Linked DNA regions of Mus musculus: region 1 is linked to region 2. A link is a contact called in public HiChIP or PLAC-seq data. All regions are on one chromosome and are shown on one strand. The core of a region is the stretch at or near the end of the contact, and the rest is flanking DNA. Distances in the headings are between cores, read along the strand shown.

Region 1 (2,833 bases), core at 33-2,532, 510 kb before region 2:
GCCTTGCTGCCACGACTCCCTGCTACCTTGGACTGTGTGCCCTCAAACTGTGAGCCCAAATAAACTCTTTCTTCCTTTCTCAAGGTGTTTTATCATGGCAAACAGGAAAAAAGAATACTAAAAAAAAAAAAAAAAAAAAAGACTGTCATGAAGTGGGGCTGTTGCCATGATAAACCCAACCATATAGTTCTTACCTGTTTGGAACTGGTTTGTTGGAGGAACATGGAAGAGTTTTGAAACTTTGGGCTAGAAAAGCCTTTGAGTACTACAGGCATAGTTTAGTGGGTCATGCCCGTGGGAACCTGGAGAATAATTCTGAGAGCAATGGGGACAGCAGAGGCCTGGTTCACAAGGTTCCCAGTGAAGAGCCAGTGGGACCATTCATGGGATATTCTGGGAAATAGTCCGCCTGTGTCATAAGAGCCTGAATCTGGTTGAATTTAAAGGCTTGTTGTCTCACTCCAGGCCTCTGCTGACAAAGCATGCCATGGTGGGGAGCACAAGTCACTGAAGAGAGGAGGACTGGCGAGCAGGCAGGAGTTCAAAGCCAACCAGGACTACACAGTGAGACCATCTCAACATTACCCCCTCCCCTCCCATCTAGAATAATATCTGTAGTTTCTGATCTGTATTTAACACACTCAACTGTACAATAAAATATAATTTACTCCCTAGAGAGTTGGTGTGTGTTCCTATGTGGGCTCCTGTGAGGGAAGCTACAAAACATTTCTCTGTCCACTTAGCTACCAACTAGCTGTGACTCCCACAAGCAGCTCACTACACAACTCCAGCACCAGGGGATGCAATGCCTCTGGCCTCTGTGAGCTCCTGTACTCGTGTGCACACACATACACTTCTTTTTGTTTGTTTTGGTTTTTGTTTGTTTGTTTTTGTTTTTTCGAGACAGGGTTTCTCTGTGTAGCTCTGGCTGTCTTGGAACTCACTCTGTAAACCAGGCTGGCCTCAAACTCAGAAATCCACCTGCCTCTGCCTCCCGAGTACTGGGATTAAAGGCCTGAGCCACCATGCCCAGCTACACATACACTTCTTGAACACACATCCTCCACACCCACACTAAAGTGGCCTCTGTTAGTGTAGCACCATCCCTTTTTCATGGGTTGTTTCTTCTGACTCAATGTTACTCAGCAAGGCTGGCGATCCTAACAGCCATTCCCACCTCCTCTGTACACGGCTCCCCTTCCTGTGCAAAGCACCCTCTTCTCACAAGCCAAAATATCTGACTCAGGAAAGGACACGTGGGACCATGAGATTTTCTATGTGCAATGGGGCAAGGCAACCTCTGCCAGAGTAAACATTAGAAACAGAGCCAGTTTCCCTACAGCTTACACAGGATAGTCAGTTTCTTTGCTTAAACTGTGTTGAGTGGGTTCCTAATGATTCCTAGTTAGAGTCCTAGTTATTTTTCTTTGCATACTTTCTAAATTTTAATAAAGATATAGAAAGCATATTTTAAAAACAATTTTAAATTTGAAAGCCATATTCCAAGACAAATGTGAACTGGGAAACCTGGGTAAGATCAATACAATGTCGTATAGCACAACCCAACCCATCGCTTCTCCAGCTCCTGTCCCCACCTCTCCGGCCTTAATCTCTTCTTACTTTACTGCCAGCAGAAAGCAAAAGTCCACATTAGTTTTAACAACTTGTTAGAGCCAGGAATGGTGGCACAATCCCAGTGTAGACTGTAAAGGCAAGAGCCTCAGGAGTTCAAGGTCAGCCTTAGACTACACAGTAGTTTAAAGTCAGCCTGGGGTACAGATGTACTAGCATACTAGGCAGCCAGAGAGCAAGGCTCTCAAAACAAAAACAGAAACAAAAGACCTCCAAAGTTTCTCCAACTAAGCAACTCCCTGTCTTTAGGGTCAAACCCTAAGAAGCAGAAGCTGGGACCCCAGTAGAGGAGTTAAAGGACTGGGGGAGCTGAAGGGGTTTGCAACCCCATAGGAAGAACAACAATACCAACCAACCAACATCCCCGCCCCCTCCCCAGAGCTCCTAGAGACTAAACCACCAACCAAAGAGGACAGATGGAGTGACCCATGGCTCCAGCCACATATGTAGCAGAGGATGGCCTTTTTGGGCATCGATGGGAGGAAAGACCCTTGGTCCTGTGAAAGCTTGATGCCCCAGTGTAGGGGAATGCTAGCTCAGGGAGGCGGGAGTGGGTGGGTGGGGGAGCACCCTCATAGAAGCAGGCAGAGTGGGGATAGGGAGTTTCCGGGCTGGGAAAGGGGATAACATTTAAAATGTAAATAAAGAAAATATCCAAAAAAAAAAAAAAAGAAGCAGAAGCTGTTGGTTAACCAAGTTTGTGATACTTAGGTAAATGTACTGTTCAGGAACACATATATTTATACTTGTGCATATTTAAAATATATAAGATACTAAAAATATATGCACATATACACAGATCCACTCAACAGTGACATCCACCCAACCATTTATTGCTTCTGTTGTTTTCAGTTTTGTTGTGATTAGGTCTTTTTTGTTTTTGTTTTTGTTTTTCAAGACAAGGTTTCTCTGTGTAGCCCTGGCTGTCCTGGAACTCACTCTGTAGACCAGACTGTCCTTGAACTCAGAAATCCACCTACCTCTGCCTCCCAAGTGCTAGGATTAAAGGCGTGAGCCACCACTGCCCAGCGTGACTAGGTCTTATTAGGTAAATCAGACAGGACGCAAACTCGCAGACACCAGTCTGCCTCTGCCTCCCCAGTCCTAGGATTAAAGTGTATGCCATCATACTCAGCCCCACGCAACTTTTAGTTTTTATTGACCAAGCTGCTCAGTCACCACTCTGGAAGTATTTTATTGT
Region 2 (2,773 bases), core at 273-2,772:
GAACATAACAGTACATAACAGAGAAAGCACTGAGAAAATGTCTCTCTATTTTAAATTTTAGACAGGGCCTAACTATGTAGCTTAGGATGTCTTTGCATACATAGCCTCCCAAATGCTTGAATTATGGGCATATGCCACCATGCCTGCCTCCATATATTAATGTACAAATGGGTGGGTGTCACTGGGGTTTTAGTTGATGAAACTGTAGTAAGGATCCCTGTTGATGCTAGGGATGTTGTCTAGGGCTTTACAAATGCTTGACAAGTCTTTTGCTGTTAAGCTACACCTATAGTCCTTGCAAATATGCCTTCACTACGTTAGCAAATGTCAGGAACCCCCAAGTTCCTCCTCTGACCCTAGGACTATCCCACTATTTTGAGAGAGGTGCTCCCACATTTATTTCTCGTGTGAGTTTGGAGGTGTCTTTGACTTCTTTTCTCTATTGGGTTTTTTAAAAAATATTTATTTCAAGCTGGGTGGTGTTGATGCACTTGAGAGGCAAAGACAGGTAGATCTCTGAGTTCATGACCAGCCTGGTCTACAGAGTGAGTTCCTGGATAGCCAGGACTACTACACAGAGAAACCCTGTCTCAAAAAAAAAAAAAAAAAAAAGTCTAGAACTGGGGTTTTAGACACTTGTAAGCAACAGTAGGGGTATAGGTACCAAATTCTGAAAGTACAGGCAGTTTGAGTTCTTAGTCACCACATGTACTTTTTCATTTCTGTCTATATGTGTCTCTGCCTGGGTTGGGATATGTGCACTTGGGTACAGGTGCCCTTGGGTCCCCTGCAGCTGGAGGTAAAGGTGGTTGTGAGCTACCAGACTGGGTGTGGGGGACAAATTCTACAGAAGCAATATACACTCAACCACTGAGCCACCTCTCCATCTGTTGGGTTTGTGGGACTCCGTCTCATTCTGTAACCCAGGGTAGCATGGAACTCATGACAGTCCTCCTGCCTTTAGCTGCCAGCATTCCTGGCTGACCTTGAAAGTCTCTGTGACAGTGTAGATTGCCACTGTGGTAAGGGAAGCAAAATGTGTGTCTGGGTCTACAATGTGATGTGCATCTTTGTGACAGCTTGAGACCACAGGAAACTGAAGGGTGACCCAGTCTTGCTGGGCTGTGGATGTGGGGTGTGTGTGTGTGTGTGTGTGTGTGAGAGAGAGAGAGAGACCTTCTCCTTCCCGCTTTTTCAGCTCTAGGTTCCAGATACCTTGGACCTTCTCCCTAGGAGGGAGGGATACAAAGAGGAGCAAAAAAGTACAAGGCAGACCACACACACACACACACACACACACACACACACACACACACACACACACACACTACCACTACCCCACCCAACCCCACCCCCCTGCCCAGGAGACAAACTGGCAGACCTTCTCCAAACAAAGTTCTGAGGCTGTAACTCAACTAAAGGGGATGGACTTGGGAGGGGCTGCCCACGCCCACTCCCCAGCTCCTTCCCAAACAGTCTGGCTTCAGCCCCACCCAATACTGAAGACACCCTCCCTTTTAGTCTCTGTCCCTTGTGTCCCTGTACGGCCACAGGTGAGAAGGGCCAGGTCTGGGAGAATAAATGGCCCTGGACTGGCAGGCTTTGGGCAGGACTCCTGGAGAGAGAGGGGCAGAGTGGAAGGCTAGGAGGGGCAGCACAAAAGGAAGAAAGGTAAAGGAGAATCTGAAGAAGGCCTGGAGGTGTCGGAGCTGGGGGATTAAATGGGCATTGGGGTAAGCTGGTTCCTTGTCAGAGGAAGGGAGGCTGCTGGACAGACTGGGGAGCCGGAGCTTTAGAGACGCCATTCAGAGCAGTTCTGAATATGAGGGGGATAGTAGTTCTGCCGGGGCAGACTGTAGTCTCAAGAGAGGACAGAGAGAAAGCCAAACTTGGGAGAGTGGGCAACAAGAGGGGGGATATTGAACCCTGAGGATTAGAAACTGAAGACTCAGGAAGTCAAAAAGATTGAGTGTTGTACAGGTGAAAGGGATAGGAGGGTGTGTGGGAGGAAGGTCAAAAAGTGACTAGATTCATCCAAAGGTTTAGGAGTGAGGGACCTAAGATAAAGTCCAAGGGGCTTGGACCATCAGTCTAGAGAAGGAAGGCAGAGCAAGACTGGGAGATGGGAACTCGAGAAAGGGCCAGGACCCGGGAAAAGGGGGGGGGCGTTTGGGGGTTGGGGTAGGGTGGTACCAGGACGGGAGTGAGGACCGCCCTAGGGCAACGAGGTGCTAGGGTGCTGAGACATTGGATATCATCACCTGCTGCGCTGTCGCCCGCACCTCCACCTTCAACTGAAAGCCCCAGGATCAGCCCCTCCCAGCATCTTCCCTTGGCTCACAGGCCCGGACCCAGGCTAAAACCTTCTCCATTGGCCACACTGGCCAGGCGCAGCGATGACCGTCACCTACACAGCCAGAGTGGCGAATGCCCGCTTCGGTGGCTTCTCGCAGCTGCTGCTGCTGTGGCGCGGAAGCATCTACAAGCTCCTGTGGCGAGAGCTGTTATGTTTCCTGGGACTCTACATGGCACTAAGCGCCGCCTATCGGTGAGAAGACCTGGAGTTGGGGCTGGGGATCTGAGCCCTGCGGAAGGGACTGGGAGTGGAGGGGAGACCTGTAGCTACTGCATTCCCTACCCCACAGCTTCTTACTGGCAGAAGAGCAGAAGCGCTACTTCGAGAAGCTTGTCATATACTGCGACCAGTACGCCAGCCTCATCCCCGTCTCTTTCGTACTTGGTGAGGTTGGGCCCCCTGAGAATCTTATTCCTA

The links. HiChIP or PLAC-seq counts read pairs in DNA pulled down with a chosen protein or histone mark.
Region 1: a FOXA1 HiChIP or PLAC-seq map of pancreatic cancer cells shows a contact between it and region 2. The contact joins the enhancer-like site here to the promoter of Best2 in region 2. A contact is called at or near these places in 2 of 39 promoter capture datasets (HPC-7-derived erythroid cells and pre-B cells), 2 of 115 datasets of contacts at active chromatin or transcription factors (bone marrow-derived macrophages and pancreatic cancer cells) and 1 of 9 other capture datasets (embryonic stem cells).

Annotation. Positions count from the first base shown.
Region 1 is chr8:85,527,535-85,530,367 of GRCm38.p6, reverse strand. Gpt2 (glutamic pyruvate transaminase (alanine aminotransferase) 2) reads right to left here. Exons shown (of 12, transcript NM_173866.4): 12 at 1,466-2,833. Among named protein-coding and RNA genes, the nearest start is that of Dnaja2, 26 kb to the left of the region's middle. Within about 2 kb of position 1,282, at least 41 of the 459 cell types and tissues checked have an H3K27ac peak or open chromatin away from gene starts, as enhancers often do. A contact at or near this core is called in pancreatic cancer cells, where this site is marked.
Region 2 is chr8:85,013,157-85,015,929 of GRCm38.p6, reverse strand. It overlaps Best2 (bestrophin 2), which reads left to right and starts at 1,522. Exons shown (of 10, transcript NM_001130194.1): 1 at 1,522-1,553; 2 at 2,344-2,548; 3 at 2,646-2,740. The coding sequence starts at 2,397.